Regions from separate parts of the Mus musculus genome. Here all the other regions are linked to region 3. The links are chromatin contacts, called in public Micro-C and promoter capture Hi-C maps. All regions are on one chromosome and are shown on one strand. Each heading gives the region's core, a stretch centred on a gene start, on an enhancer-like site or on the middle of the called end of the contact. The rest is flanking DNA. Distances are from core to core; before and after follow the strand shown.

Region 1 (4,291 bases), core at 66-2,565, 5.2 Mb after region 3:
GGCCAAGAGGGAAGTGGGCCACTGGGGTACAGGGAGTCACACCATGTGGCAGAGAAAGGCTCGTGAGGATGCAGGGGCACAGAGTCCACACTTCACAAAAGAGACCCTCAGATAAGCCCGGGGCTCTGGGATTAGTACTTCCAGATGCCCTTCCTGGGCACTGAACTGTCCTAGACACCGGGGCATGGGAAGCCACCCTGATCAGCACCCACAGACCAAACCAATACCCAACCCAGCCACGAAGAACTCTGCAAGTAAGCAAGCAGGCATCTCTGTGCCTTATCTTCATCCTAGGCCAGGTTCGGCCATCTGAAGACGGTGGAAAGGCGTTCTGAATTGGAAAGACCCAGAAGGAACACAGCAGAACCCAATTATCCCACGCCTTAGAAAGGCTGGAAAGCCCCGCGATTAGGCCCCAGATACACAGGTGTCCCAAAAGTCCAGACTTGACCCAGCCACCTAACCTCTAGGGAACTAAGAGGGAAACCCAGTTCCTGCCTTTGGCTCAGAGGCTGCTAGCAGAGCAGTCTCGTTGCACACCAATAGTCTTTACTCATCCCCAACTGCCCAAAACTAGCGTGGGACAGGAAGAAGGCTTCTGAAACCAAACCGAACCGGCCGCCGAAACCCCATGAGACAACGAATTCCCCGTCTCGCATCCCGCGGAGGGCCCAGGGGCTTTGTGCTTCCCGGAATGCTAACAAGAAAGGAACGCCAGCAAATTCGAGCCACTCTTGATCGACAAGTGTCTCCCAGGCTTCTGCCTTCCACTCGCTGCGACAAGGGGAGACATTCTCCCTACCCAGTAATGGGCCTCCAGCTGACACCGCGAGCGACAGCCTTCCTTCCCCACCCTGCAATTAGGCGGGAGATGATGGACCTCACCCAGGGCTGGGACCCGGTCTAGAGGGGGAACCCGCGCTTTCAGACTCCCGGGCCCAGGAGGCCCAGGAACCGAGCGAGGGGGTCCCGATAGCCTCTTAACGTGGCGCGCGCCCCTGCATCGGGCGGCGCAGGGTGCATTTCTCCCGGGGATCCCCATCTCACGCTTGCCGACCCAAGGAGAAGGGAGAGGACCCCAGCGCGCCCGCAGCCTCTCACCAGCGCGTCCGCCGAGACATCCCCCCGGCCCGGACCCCGCCGCACCCTTACGCCCGCCGGCCGAGCCCGGAGCGGGAGCCGGGCCGGGGTCAGGACTCAGGCTGCTCGAGCCGCTCCGGGCCCCAGGCGGTGCTCTCAGGCGTCAGCGTGTCTGCAGGTCTGGTCGCACGTTCCCAGGAACTGCAGCTGCCTAGGGAGCGCACAGAACCACTTTCCTATCTCCCGCCAAGTGCGTCGGCGCCGCCCGGCCCTGGCGCGCGAGCGCAGGGGCGGAGCATACGGAAGGGGCGAAGCGTACAAGACACGAGGGGCGGAGCCCGCGCGCCAGAACCCTAGGAGGGGCCTACTGTAGGGGCGGAGCCCAAGCATGGGGAAGAGGGGAGTGGTTTACCGGAGGGCAGAAACCGAATGTGCAAGCGGGCAGATGCTCTGTTAGTTGGCAATCTACTGTGTCCAGATACACCTACCTTAGGGATTCAATGAGGCGCGAGGCCTGGCTCTGTGTGAATCTTAGATAGACCCCGAGCCACACACATAGCAAAGACTGGAAGAACTGAATAGGAGAAACTTCCCGCCCAAATTGTCACTGCTTGGGACGGTCCAAGCCACTATCCCTAGAGCCCCCATGCTCCCTTTGACTGGGTTTGTATCTTTTCCTTTGCAAGCCTCTTGCTTCTTCAGCTGCCTCAGAGAGACCCAGCTCAAAATCCCAACATTTCTCTCACCAAACTTAAACCTCTCTTCTGTCCGGGTTAAATCTTTGTAACTCCATTTAGTAACGGCCTTCCAGATCACCACGCCAAGACACAGAGAGGCGAAATTAAGTCTTGCAGCTTTTGCTTGGGCCGTATTTGGACCAGGAACTCCCCACATCTTCCCCGACTGGGGTCTCCTGCCCATCTGCTTGCATTTGTGCGCATTTCCTCTGCTGAACTGTGAGCATTCTGGGATCCCAGCAGCCTTTCCTAGGAAATGTATTAAGCCCAGGGGGAAGGCTTGTTGGCTTACGTTCAATTTCTGATGGCAAGGGTTGTCTCTTTCAGGTTGTCATTTACTACCTAAAAACTGAGTGTCATCTTACTGGGACTCCCTGAAAGGATAGGAGCCTGGAAGAACCCCAGCCAAATGCCCTTTAGGCTCAGGCCTCAGATCTCTTTCCAAAAACTGCTGGCCCCTTTTAGACAGTACAACTCCGAAAACTTCATTTACTACAGAAGGATGAAGACTTGAAAGCTACAAGTTTTCACCTGGCTTAATTCAAGGCTTCCCCCCACCCCTCTCCCTTCAAAGGAGTTCATGTGGATCGCTGCTCTTCACGGCTAGTGTGCTTTACAGTGAGATCTCCTCGGGGGTGATTCCCAGCCTACCTTTCCCTAGTTCCATTATCTCAAATTATCAAACTTCTCCATGCCTGCTTCCTCACCTACAAAAACAGTTCATAGAAACCTTTGATCTTCATAACAACCCAATGAGTTATATGCTTGTATTACCCGATAGCAGATGGAGAAACTGAGGCACTGACTTCCCCAAACTGTAGTTCTAGAGTTTATAGTAAGGAAAGGGGTAAGGAAAGGGCAAATGGCTTTCCTCCTAGCATCTTTGGCTTGTTTGCAAATTAAATGGATAGGAAATAGATTAACGGGAGGAAACTCAGGTTTAATTACTTGCATATCCATTGGAGTCCTGTAAAATAATGACATCATACAAAGGCTCAGACGTTTGAAGCTTCCTGGGGTACAAAAAGGAATGAGGTCCAAGGACTTCTGTAGGAATGGTGGTGACACAAGCTAACTAGGGATAAGGAAAGGAATTATGTGGCAAACAGGTGGTCTTGTCATGCAGATAAAAGTCTCCCAGTTAAAAGAAAGATATAGGCATCAGCCGGTTCCTAGTACAGAATGCAGGCTAACGCAGATTTCCTTTACAAATGTAAATTTCTTTTACAAAAGGACTGCCTTGCAAAGTTATTTCCTTGTCTATAGTCCCTGCAGAATAACCAGGTCAAAGCATGTTGGAGAAGTGGGAGATTATTTTCTCCTACACTTTATTTTGGGGTACTGTGTACAAACCTTTAACTCTAAGCAATACAAGTACATGAATATGTATAAGGCACATATAAGTATTATATCACTGTTAGGTGGCTTTTGTTGCTGAGGGTAGACCTAGGCCACCCTACATGCCTTACTCAACCCCTGTAGCCTTTCTGCTGGTCCTATGATTATATTCTGCCTTTACCTGTCTTCACACTTGCCCTCTGAAGTCCAAGAAGCTGCTCCGCAGGCTGCACACACACTCCCTCAGATTACCAATCTCCTTGTGAGCAAAAGCAGGGCCTAGAAATTTGCACAAGGTAAGTGCCTGAGGCAAAATGCAGAGAGCAGATGCGGAGTCCACATGGGACCAGAAACTGGAGCCAGTTAAACAGGACACCAGAGCTAGAGGAGCCTGGAGATCAGGGTTGGGGCAGCAAGGTCACTCCAGTGTCACAAGGAATCTGGTGACCTCCACCAGTGTGTCCTCTAGTTATCAGCAAGTCAACACATAACCCCTGGGGAGAGCATTCCTAGAATCCCGGGGCAGTCAAACCTGGGAGTGGTCTCTCGGCTCAGAACGGATAACAGAATTGCATTGGGGGAGGGGGCCTGGAAGTACCTTCTTGGGAAGGAAAGGCTCTAGTCATTTAGCCATTCAATTATCTGTCCTGGGCTTCCAAATCAAGGCTATTCCTTTGTCAAGAAGACAAAGATCAAATCTTGTTAAAATACTCTTGGCCTAGCAACAAGAAGGACACAAAGTTATTGACTGATGGTAAATAATAAGTAGGATCACCTGCCTGTGTCCAGAGTCCCAGCATCCATCTACTGAGCAACTTTTGTTTTGGTTTTGCTTTGCTTTGTAGGGCCACACTTCAAACTCTGGGCCTTTGCCTGCCAGGCAACCAACCTATAAACAAGCTCCACCCACTAAGCAAACTAAGACAAAAAGCCATTCAGTAAACTGCACTGATCACACAGGTGCTGGGCTGGCAGAAGGAAGCTGCGTGCACCTACCCAATCAGGTCACTTTCAGCTCTATAGAGTTGGGTTATTTAGGAACTGGCAGAGTGGACAATGTAGGGAATGACAAAGAACACCCATAGCTTAGCAGGGAGGAGAAAGATTTGAAAATCTATGCAAGGTGTGGCGTCACC
Region 2 (3,845 bases), core at 664-3,163, 6.1 Mb before region 3:
CGCGGAGTAGGCGGGTCAGCAACCTGGATCTCGGGGCTGGGGGGTCTAAGATGGGCCCTGCTGGGGGCGGCAGAGGCTGACCGGCCAGCAGCGACTGCGCGGGCAGCAGAGGCTGCCCGGGCGGCAGCTGCTGCGCGGGCAGGAAGGGATGCCCGAGCGGCGGGAGTAGCTGAGAGTGACCTGGCTCCCCAGACCAGTGGACCTGCATAGGCTGCCCTAGCGGCAGCTGCCCTAGCAGAGGCTGACATTGCTGGGGCGCCAGGGACTGCTCCAGCGGCCGGATGGGCTCTAGCAGAGGGGACTGCCCGGGTAGTGGGCTCCTTGGGGGTGATAGGGGCTGCCCGGGCGGCAGGCTCCGCCAGGGTGGCAGAGACTGCCGCGGCTGCGGGCTCCACCTGGGTGACAGGGGCTGCCCCGGAGGCAGACTCGGCCGTGGTGGCAGGGACTGCCTCGGAGGCTGGCTCGGCGGCTGGATCTCTGCTGCCTTCAGACTCGGACTCGGCAGGAGTGGCTGGGGCGACTGGGGCTGCCCCTCCGTCAGGATCGGCGCGGACAGCTGGGGCTTCTTCGAGTTCTTCAGGATCCGACTGGAGATCTGAAGGCGTTCCTGGGGCTGTCCCGTCTTCTCCGGCATCGCTCTGGCTATCTGTGAGCATCGCGGAATCCGTAGGAGCTCCAGCATCAGATCCGGTAGAGACGGCTTGGGCAGCAGGGGCTGGCTTGGCATCCATTGCTTCAGGCTGGGTGGAAGATCCGTCCCCTCTCTCCGGAGAGGGGACTTTTCCTTCCACCGCAGTGGCGGTGGTAGGGCTTCCTTCCATCTCGGCTGCTTCTCGCTCAACTGGGGGTCTCTCTGCGCACTCGCTCTTATCTGGGGCTCCCGAGACTTCGATGGGCGGGCCATCACTTGCGATTGGGGGGCTGTCCATATTGACAGCGGTGTCGTCGTCGACCCCAATGGAGGCTCTGCCAATCTCAAGCAGGGGTCTGGTGATCTCCATCGGGGGGCTGTCGCATGCGAAGTTAGGAGGAGATCTGACAGCCTCGCGGAATGGTCTGTCAATGGCGCCTCGGACCCAGAGGGGAGGCGCGTTCTCGGCGGGAGCGAGGCAGAGCGCACTCGGGACCGCGACTGTCGGGAACTCGCCGCCAATGCCGATTTGTGGGATGACTCGCGGGAGTCCTGGGGGTGGGCTATCGCCCCCGAATTCTTCTCCACCGACCTGAAATGGCACAGATTCTTCAGGGGGAGGGCTGTAGTCTTCTCGGAAGCCAGCGTTTTCAAATCTGATGTTCCCGGGCTCCGCGGGAAGAGCTCTGGGGACCAATGCTTCCGGACCTCCTGGCGCAAGGTCTGGGACTTGCAAGGGAGGCTGGCTATGGTCTCCCTGGGCAGGCTCGTTGAACTCAAATGGCATAGCTTCTTCTGGTGGGGGGGTATAGGCTCCCAGGCCTGGGCTCGCGCCAGTGGGGGTCCCGGGCTCCAAAATCGCTGGGTTGAAGGCTTGGAGGCCTGATGGGGTCCCAGATGGTCCTGGCTGCTCCAGGGTGGGCCAGAAATCTCCCAGGCTGGGCTGTTGTGTCTCGAATGGCATGGCTTCCTCCGGAGGTGGGCTGTAGTCTCCACCCACTCGGACTTCCTCGAAGGCCTGGCAGGGGCTTTGGATGTCAGATTTGGAGTCTTCTGGGGGTCCACTGATCTCACTGCCAGTCTCGTCGGGGACGGGCTCATTGTTAGACGGTTCGGAGTCCGGTTCGGTCGCCATTTCTTCGGCTGGGCCAGCCCCAGCACCGGGGGCAGCTGCCCCTGGGGCTTCCAAAGGTTCTTGCTCGGGCTGCTCCCCGACTTCAGGGGGGATATCGTGTTGTCCTGACATATTATTGCCGTGGAGGCAGTTGAACATGCCCATAACACGGTGGCGACTTTTCAAAATAAATTTGGGGCCCCGTAAGACGGAGCACCCAGCCAAACTAGGGTGAAAAAAAATTTTTTTTTAAAAAATTCAAATTTTTGTTGGAAAGTTCTCCAGCCTCAGTTTCCAAACTTTGTAAGGATAGATAATCAGGGGCTAGAACCCAGGACCATGGCTGAAGTGAGTCATCTCTTGCTGGTGAAGTCTGTCACCTTCCTAGTTACACTTACCCCTTCGGGCTGTGGTCGGCCAACAACTTTAGGAACTTTTCTGTTCTCTCTTCGTACTTTGCTGTACTTTAGCTCCGCCTTCTTGGCATTTAAGAGCGTGCCGATTCGTCTCGAAAATCGTAAATAGAACTCTTTCTCTGCCGCCAGAGGACGCAGGTCTCAGTGCTGAGCCGGCTCCGGGAGCTGGCTCCCGGTGCCGGCTGCTCCCGACTTTGGGTAAGGGGGCTGATGAGCGGAGGCCTTGTAGGGACGTTCGGCTCCGTCCTCTCCTCTCCCGGACTGATTCCGAGTCTCTCTAGCTCGCTTTTTCCCTGGCCAGAGAGCGAGCGAGCTCTCTTGCGTTGCTGGGACACGTGACGCAAGACGTGGGCATTGGTCTGTTAGAGTACAGACGCTGAAAGCCTCCCTCCCCATCTGATTCTTCTCGAGGGGAGGAGGGACTGCAGGAGGGCTTTATCACCCCAGATTACCCCAGTATGCGGTAAATTCCTTATCTAAGGACCCCACACTCAGGCAATTACCCATACTCATCTCCAAGTCAGGAAATGGAGGCTTTAGGATACAAGGAAAGGGGTAGAGGCACACACACACACAAATGCGACAGGTGGTCGTGAGCCCACCGGAAGGGTAGAGACAGGGTGAGGAAGTGCCGAATGTAAACACGCAATTTGTTTCGTAAATGCTCTAGGGTACTTTTCTTTATTTCTTTTTTTTCCTTTTTTTTTCTTTTTTTAATGTTTATGTTTGCTGTTTGTTGGGGATGGCTCCAGCAAATCCCTTCAATGTCCCCCATCCCCATTACACCTCGGAGCTCTCAACAGTGGTATAGTGTGTTGTAGTCAGGGCTTGCTCTGTTTATATGGACGGTGATGCAGTAGAAATAAAGGTCTCAGCAGTGCACTGCAGAAAATCAAGCAAAGCCCCCTTAGGAGTTATTCATGTTTGCCGCTTTCGTGCAAATAGGGGAGGGGGCTTAAGGCTTACCGGAAGACCCCCCACCTAGCTCAGGTCTTGTACTTCTGTCTTCTGGGTAAAGGCAAAAGGAGATTTGGGGTGTAGTTGATGGCCCATTTAGGGTGGTCTCGCAGACTAGAAAACCTGAAATGCACTTAACCCACCGACCAACCGTGCCATGGTGGCAACAGCTGCCGAGACTCGCATCTTCCAGCCACCAGCGCCAGCTGCGGATTCCGTGTTCATTTCCTCTCTCAAGCCCTTCTCCAGCCCCCTTTTATCCCCTCCTCCTTCTGTTGTGAGCACCATAGAGCATTTGCTATACGTTGAACTGCAACAGTCCACCCAGGCGAAATTAAGCGCGGTCACAAAGCCTGCGGCTGCGCGCCCCTTGCGGTGCCGGGGTGGGCTCAGAGCTGCAGGAGTTTATACAGTCACATTGCCCGGTGGGCTCAGCGAATAATCATAAAATGCTTTAGGTCTGGGATCTGCAGATTATTCCTGGGCAGGGTTTTTTTGTTAATTGTTTGCCTTTGGGGTTCTGTTTTTTTTTGTTTTGCCGCGCGCCCGCGGCACGCGCACACCGCGGACATTTTGCCAGTAGGTAATGGCGATGGCGCGAGGCATTGTCTTTTGTTGCAATACAGCTAGGCAGTGGGCAGGTCTGGCCTGCAGGACCCTGAGAAAAGAGAGTATGAAGTGGTACATAAAGCAGGCTGCGGCAATTATGCACCATGCAGATGGGTAT
Region 3 (4,274 bases), core at 1,181-3,680:
GCCGAAGGCAGAGACTGGAGCTAAGTACAAGAAAAATGCTAGCAACTTCTGAGGGAAGCTGATGGACACATGTTGCTAAACTGTCAAGACTGCACTCTGAACTCTCAATCGGTTCTACAACAATCAACTTCCAGATAATGAAAATGCTACCCATGTTAAGTATTTTTAAGGGGTATATATAGCCTATCATTTGAAGTAGAATTAAGACTCAATATCTTTTTAAAAACGTTTTTTCTTATATTTTAAAACTTTATGTTTTGACTGCATGCATATCTGTACACCAAGACCCTGCCCGGAGCTGGAGGAGTCGAGGAGACAGCATATGATGTCCATGGAAATGGAGTTGCAGAGCCAACTCATGAATTCTGGGAGTCAAACCAGGATGTCCCGCCCCCATGGGGTAGGGGTGGGGGGTAGCCCGAGTTAAGCCATCTCTGCAACCTCACAAAGAAGACCTTAATTTAAAAATAGGATGAATGTAAGTGATTAATTCAGTTGTAAAAGCTGCATCTTAACTGTTTAATCTCAGTTTAATCTGACCGGGTGGGAAACAAAAAATCCTGTCGTACCAAGTCACATGTTGAAGGTGCTGCACAAGTGCCCAAAAGTAGCTCTCAGAGGCAATGCTATCCTCTTTTCTCAAAAAGCTCCTTGGGGGGGGGGGGGGGGGAGGTCTCCGTTTATTTATTCGGAGACCGTGAATCCAGGCTCTTCCCTACATTATTTTGTAAAGCTCGAATAGATTCTTCAGGTATCACAACCGTCATCCACACGAATCACATGCTGTCCTCTCAGTACTGTGGAAATGTCCCATCAATTTTGGCGGCCCAGGCCATGAGTCCCCCCACGATGTCCTGAACAGTTAAAGAGTCTAACTCCGGCACTGCCGTTAAGGACTGCAGGACCTTCACAGCTTTCTGGGAGTCGTTTCCCAGTTTGCAAATCACATACACCGGGAGAGCAACCCCTTCCTGCGACTCCTGCTTCCCTTTCCGGAGGGCAGCCCCTAAGAGTTTCAGGCTGTCCGCATCCCTGCGTTCCAACTGACTCAAAGGGATGTGGAGAGAGTGCGGCAGGCGACAGATGTCCACCTCTACTTGAGGCCGGACGTCCAGCAACACATGGGGCGCCCCGGAATCCAGAAGCCGCTTGTAGTCGGTCACAGAAATCCGCTCCTCGGGGCACAGCAGCTTCAGGGCGCGGCACTTGTCGGTGGCCGAGGAGCCGCAGAAGGCCTCGTAGTCCTGCAGGCGGGTCACGGTGGGCTGCTGCCCGCACACGACGCAGTCAGGCCGGCGGCGCCGCAGCCGGATCCGGCGGAAGTGGCCCCCGAGGCCGTCGAAGAGCAGCATGCTGCCGCTGTAGGAGGAGCCGAGGCCGGCGGCGATCTTGAGCACCTCGAGGGCCTGCGCGCAGCCTAGCACGCCGGGCACCGCTCCGAGCACGCCGCCGTCTGCACAGTTGGTCACTGTCTCCGGCGGGGGCGGCCGCGGGAACACGCAGCGGTAGCACGGCCCGCCGTCGTGGTGGTAGACGGTCATCTGGCCCTCGAAGCGCAGCGCGCTGGCCGACACTAGCGGCCGGCCGGCCAGCACGCACGCGTCGTTCACCAGGTAGCGCGTGGGCACGTTGTCGCAGCAGTCTGCCACCACGTCGTAGCCGCGGACCAGGTCGAGCGCCCAGTCCTCGGCGAGCGCGCGCGGGTACGCCACGCACTCCACCGCCGAGTTGAGACGGCGCAGCGCCGCGGCCGCCGAGCGAGCCTTGCTCTCGCCGGCCTGCGCCTCCCCGTGCAGGACCTGGCGGGCCAGGTTGCTCGTCTCCACCACGTCGTGGTCCACCAGCCCCAGCCTGCCTACGCCGGCCGCCGCCAGGTACTGCGCCAGCGGGCAGCCCAGCCCGCCGCAGCCCACCACGAGCACCGCCGCCGCCGCCAGGCGCAGCTGCCCGCGCACGCCCAGCTCCGGCAGCAGTAGCTGGCGGCTGTAGCGGAGGATCTCGTCCCGCGACAGCGCGGCCCGGGGCGCCAGCGGCGGCGGCGGGACCCGGAGCGGACGCTCGGGCTCCGGCTCGGCTGTCAGGGCCGCGGCCAGCCTCCGCTTGAGCGAAGCTAGCTCTTCCTCCCGCCGGGTGATTTCAGCCTGTAAGGCAGCTACGTCCTCCGGGGCAGCCATGACAGCCTCTTCCGGAAAGAGCCGGGAAGGGACTTCCGTTTCCGGTTGCCTGTCTCTTAGCGACTGGAAAACGAAGACGCTTCCTGGCCCTTGAAAGTGAAACGAATGGGTTTTTATCCGGGGAAGCCGTCACGATTGGCTTGAAACGGTCACCATATCTGGAAGTTTCCCGGGGACCACACTGGGACGTCGGAGCGCCGAGCCTCCCCCATGCTCCGAGATTTGGTACGGCCCGTGTCGGATGACGTAAGTCCGCTTCCGGCGCCTCTCGCAGAGCCGTCATGGCTTCCACGGGGGCGAGTCGCAGTCTTGCTGCGTCTCCGCGGCCGCCGCAGGGCCGCTCCTCGCGACAGGACAAGTACTCGGTGCTGTTGCCCACCTACAACGAACGGGAGAACCTGCCGCTCATCGTGTGGCTGCTGGTGAAGAGCTTCTCCGAGAGGTAGAAGGGGCTTCTCGCGCGGGGGCCGGGAGCCGGCCGCGGGCTGCAGGTCGGCGGTTGGCTGCGCGAGGAGACCCCCGGAGGCCCGGTCTCCGCTCCCTCCCGAGCCTGCTCGCGGCTTTCCCCAGCGGGGAGAACCGAGGAGCACAGCCCCGCGTCTTTCTCCTTCCTGCTCAGGTCTCTAGCGAGTCCGGTGTCTATCTGTTGACAGATCGCGCTGGCCTGCGTCCCCGGCCTGTTCTCTCTAAAGGGCTAACTTAACTTCTTTTTGACTTCGGGGCGAGGAGGTATGACCTCATACCTCTGGGCGGTCAGGATCCGCCGCCGGAGCCGGGAGTCCCGAGCCAGCGTTCTCCCCATCGCCTTGGGGCCGAGCGCTTACGTAAGCTTGTTGTTTGCGCTGTCAGAGAACTGCTGATGAGCTGGCAGGGAGCGAGCATCTTCGCCGAGTTTGATTAGGAACCCGGGCTTATTTGTGTGTTGTTTTGAAAAACACGGGGCCTTTCGCTTTGTTAGGCAGAGCCCTAGCTCTTAGGAACAAGAATTTTGATAGTGAAAGTGTTACGCATTTAAGAAAAAAAAAAAAAGGTCTCCGAACTAAACAGTAAATAAAATGCCTCCTGATGGCAGTGGCAGGACGGAGTCAGTACTTTACGGCCAGATGAGTGTCATGCTGTGATGATCATGGGCGATCTTTTACTGTCAACCTACAGAACGGGATTTTGCAGGAGTAGGATGGCGTAGCAGTGCGCTGTTTTAGACAGTGCGTCAGAAGAACACAGATTGTTTCCAGAGCTTTTTGTTTGTTGGTTGGCTTTTGCTTCTCAAACGACAATGAGGACGCTGTGCCCATATTTTCTAATAGCAAGAAAAAAATACTTGATCCCAAGCTATGCACTACAAGGGATACGTTTGCAAACGAGTTGTACCAAGTCCGAGGGCAGCTAGGGCTATATTAGCAGCCTCTGTCTCAGAAAAACAAAATACTTGGTACATAGTTCCTCTTTCTAGAAAGCACAACCTTACCGTACTGATTTGTAAAAGCCTTAGTCTGCATGGTTTGATTGGTTGAGGCAAGGTCAAAACTATGTAGCCCTGACTGGCCTGGAATTCAGATGCTGGTCTCTGCCTTCCAGGTGCTGAGATTAAAGGCGTGCACCACCACCACCACCACCCGGTTTAGGATTGCTGTTTTGGTTGCATCTGAATAAAAATCAGTTTCTATATGGTGGCCCTGTGATGTGTGGTGCGAGCATCCTTTTTCTTTATGTTTTATTTTTATTTTTTTAAGATTTATTTATTTTGTGTGAGCACACTGTAGTTCTCTTCAGACACACCAGAAGAGGACACCAGATCCCATTACAAATGGCTGTGAGCCACCATGTGGTTGCTGGGAATTGAACGCAGGACCTCTAGAAGAGCAGTTAGTGCTCTGAGCCATCTCTCCAGCCCAGGTTTTATCTTTAAATTGGCTCTGCCAGATTTTTCCAGATGTTTTAATGAGCTCTAGTTTTATATGCTAGTGTCTCTGCTCTGTTTAATTTATGAGTCCAACACCCCCGTCCCTAACCTTGGCACTCTACTTCCTTGCTCCCTCTCACGCTTTGTAACCAGGCTGGTCTGGAACACCCCAGCCTCCATCCTCAGCCTCTAAAGTT

Evidence for each region. Promoter capture Hi-C pulls out the DNA fragments that hold promoters and counts their contacts. A called contact is a pair of places that touch in the nucleus more often than the background predicts.
Region 1: a promoter capture Hi-C map of pre-B cells shows a contact between it and region 3. The contact joins the promoter of Mybl2 here to the promoter of Dpm1 in region 3.
Region 2: a Micro-C map of the G1E-ER4 cell line shows a contact between it and region 3, with 6 times the contacts expected there. The contact joins the promoter of Gnas here to the promoter of Dpm1 in region 3.

Annotation. Positions count from the first base shown.
Region 1 is chr2:163,051,659-163,055,949 of GRCm38.p6, reverse strand. It overlaps Mybl2 (myeloblastosis oncogene-like 2), which reads right to left and starts at 1,315. Exons shown (of 14, transcript NM_008652.2): 1 at 1,102-1,315. The coding sequence starts at 1,121.
Region 2 is chr2:174,295,927-174,299,771 of GRCm38.p6, reverse strand. It overlaps Gnas (GNAS (guanine nucleotide binding protein, alpha stimulating) complex locus), which reads right to left and starts at 1,913. Exons shown (of 12, transcript NM_010309.4): 1 at 1-1,913. The coding sequence starts at 1,910.
Region 3 is chr2:168,228,535-168,232,808 of GRCm38.p6, reverse strand. It overlaps Dpm1 (dolichol-phosphate (beta-D) mannosyltransferase 1), which reads left to right and starts at 2,430. Exons shown (of 9, transcript NM_010072.4): 1 at 2,430-2,616. The coding sequence starts at 2,456. Mocs3 (molybdenum cofactor synthesis 3) reads right to left here and starts at 2,187. Exons shown (of 1, transcript NM_001160330.1): 1 at 506-2,187. The coding sequence starts at 2,174. The coding sequence ends at 792. Gm20716 (predicted gene 20716) reads left to right here and starts at 2,430. Exons shown (of 12, transcript NR_132310.1): 1 at 2,430-2,616.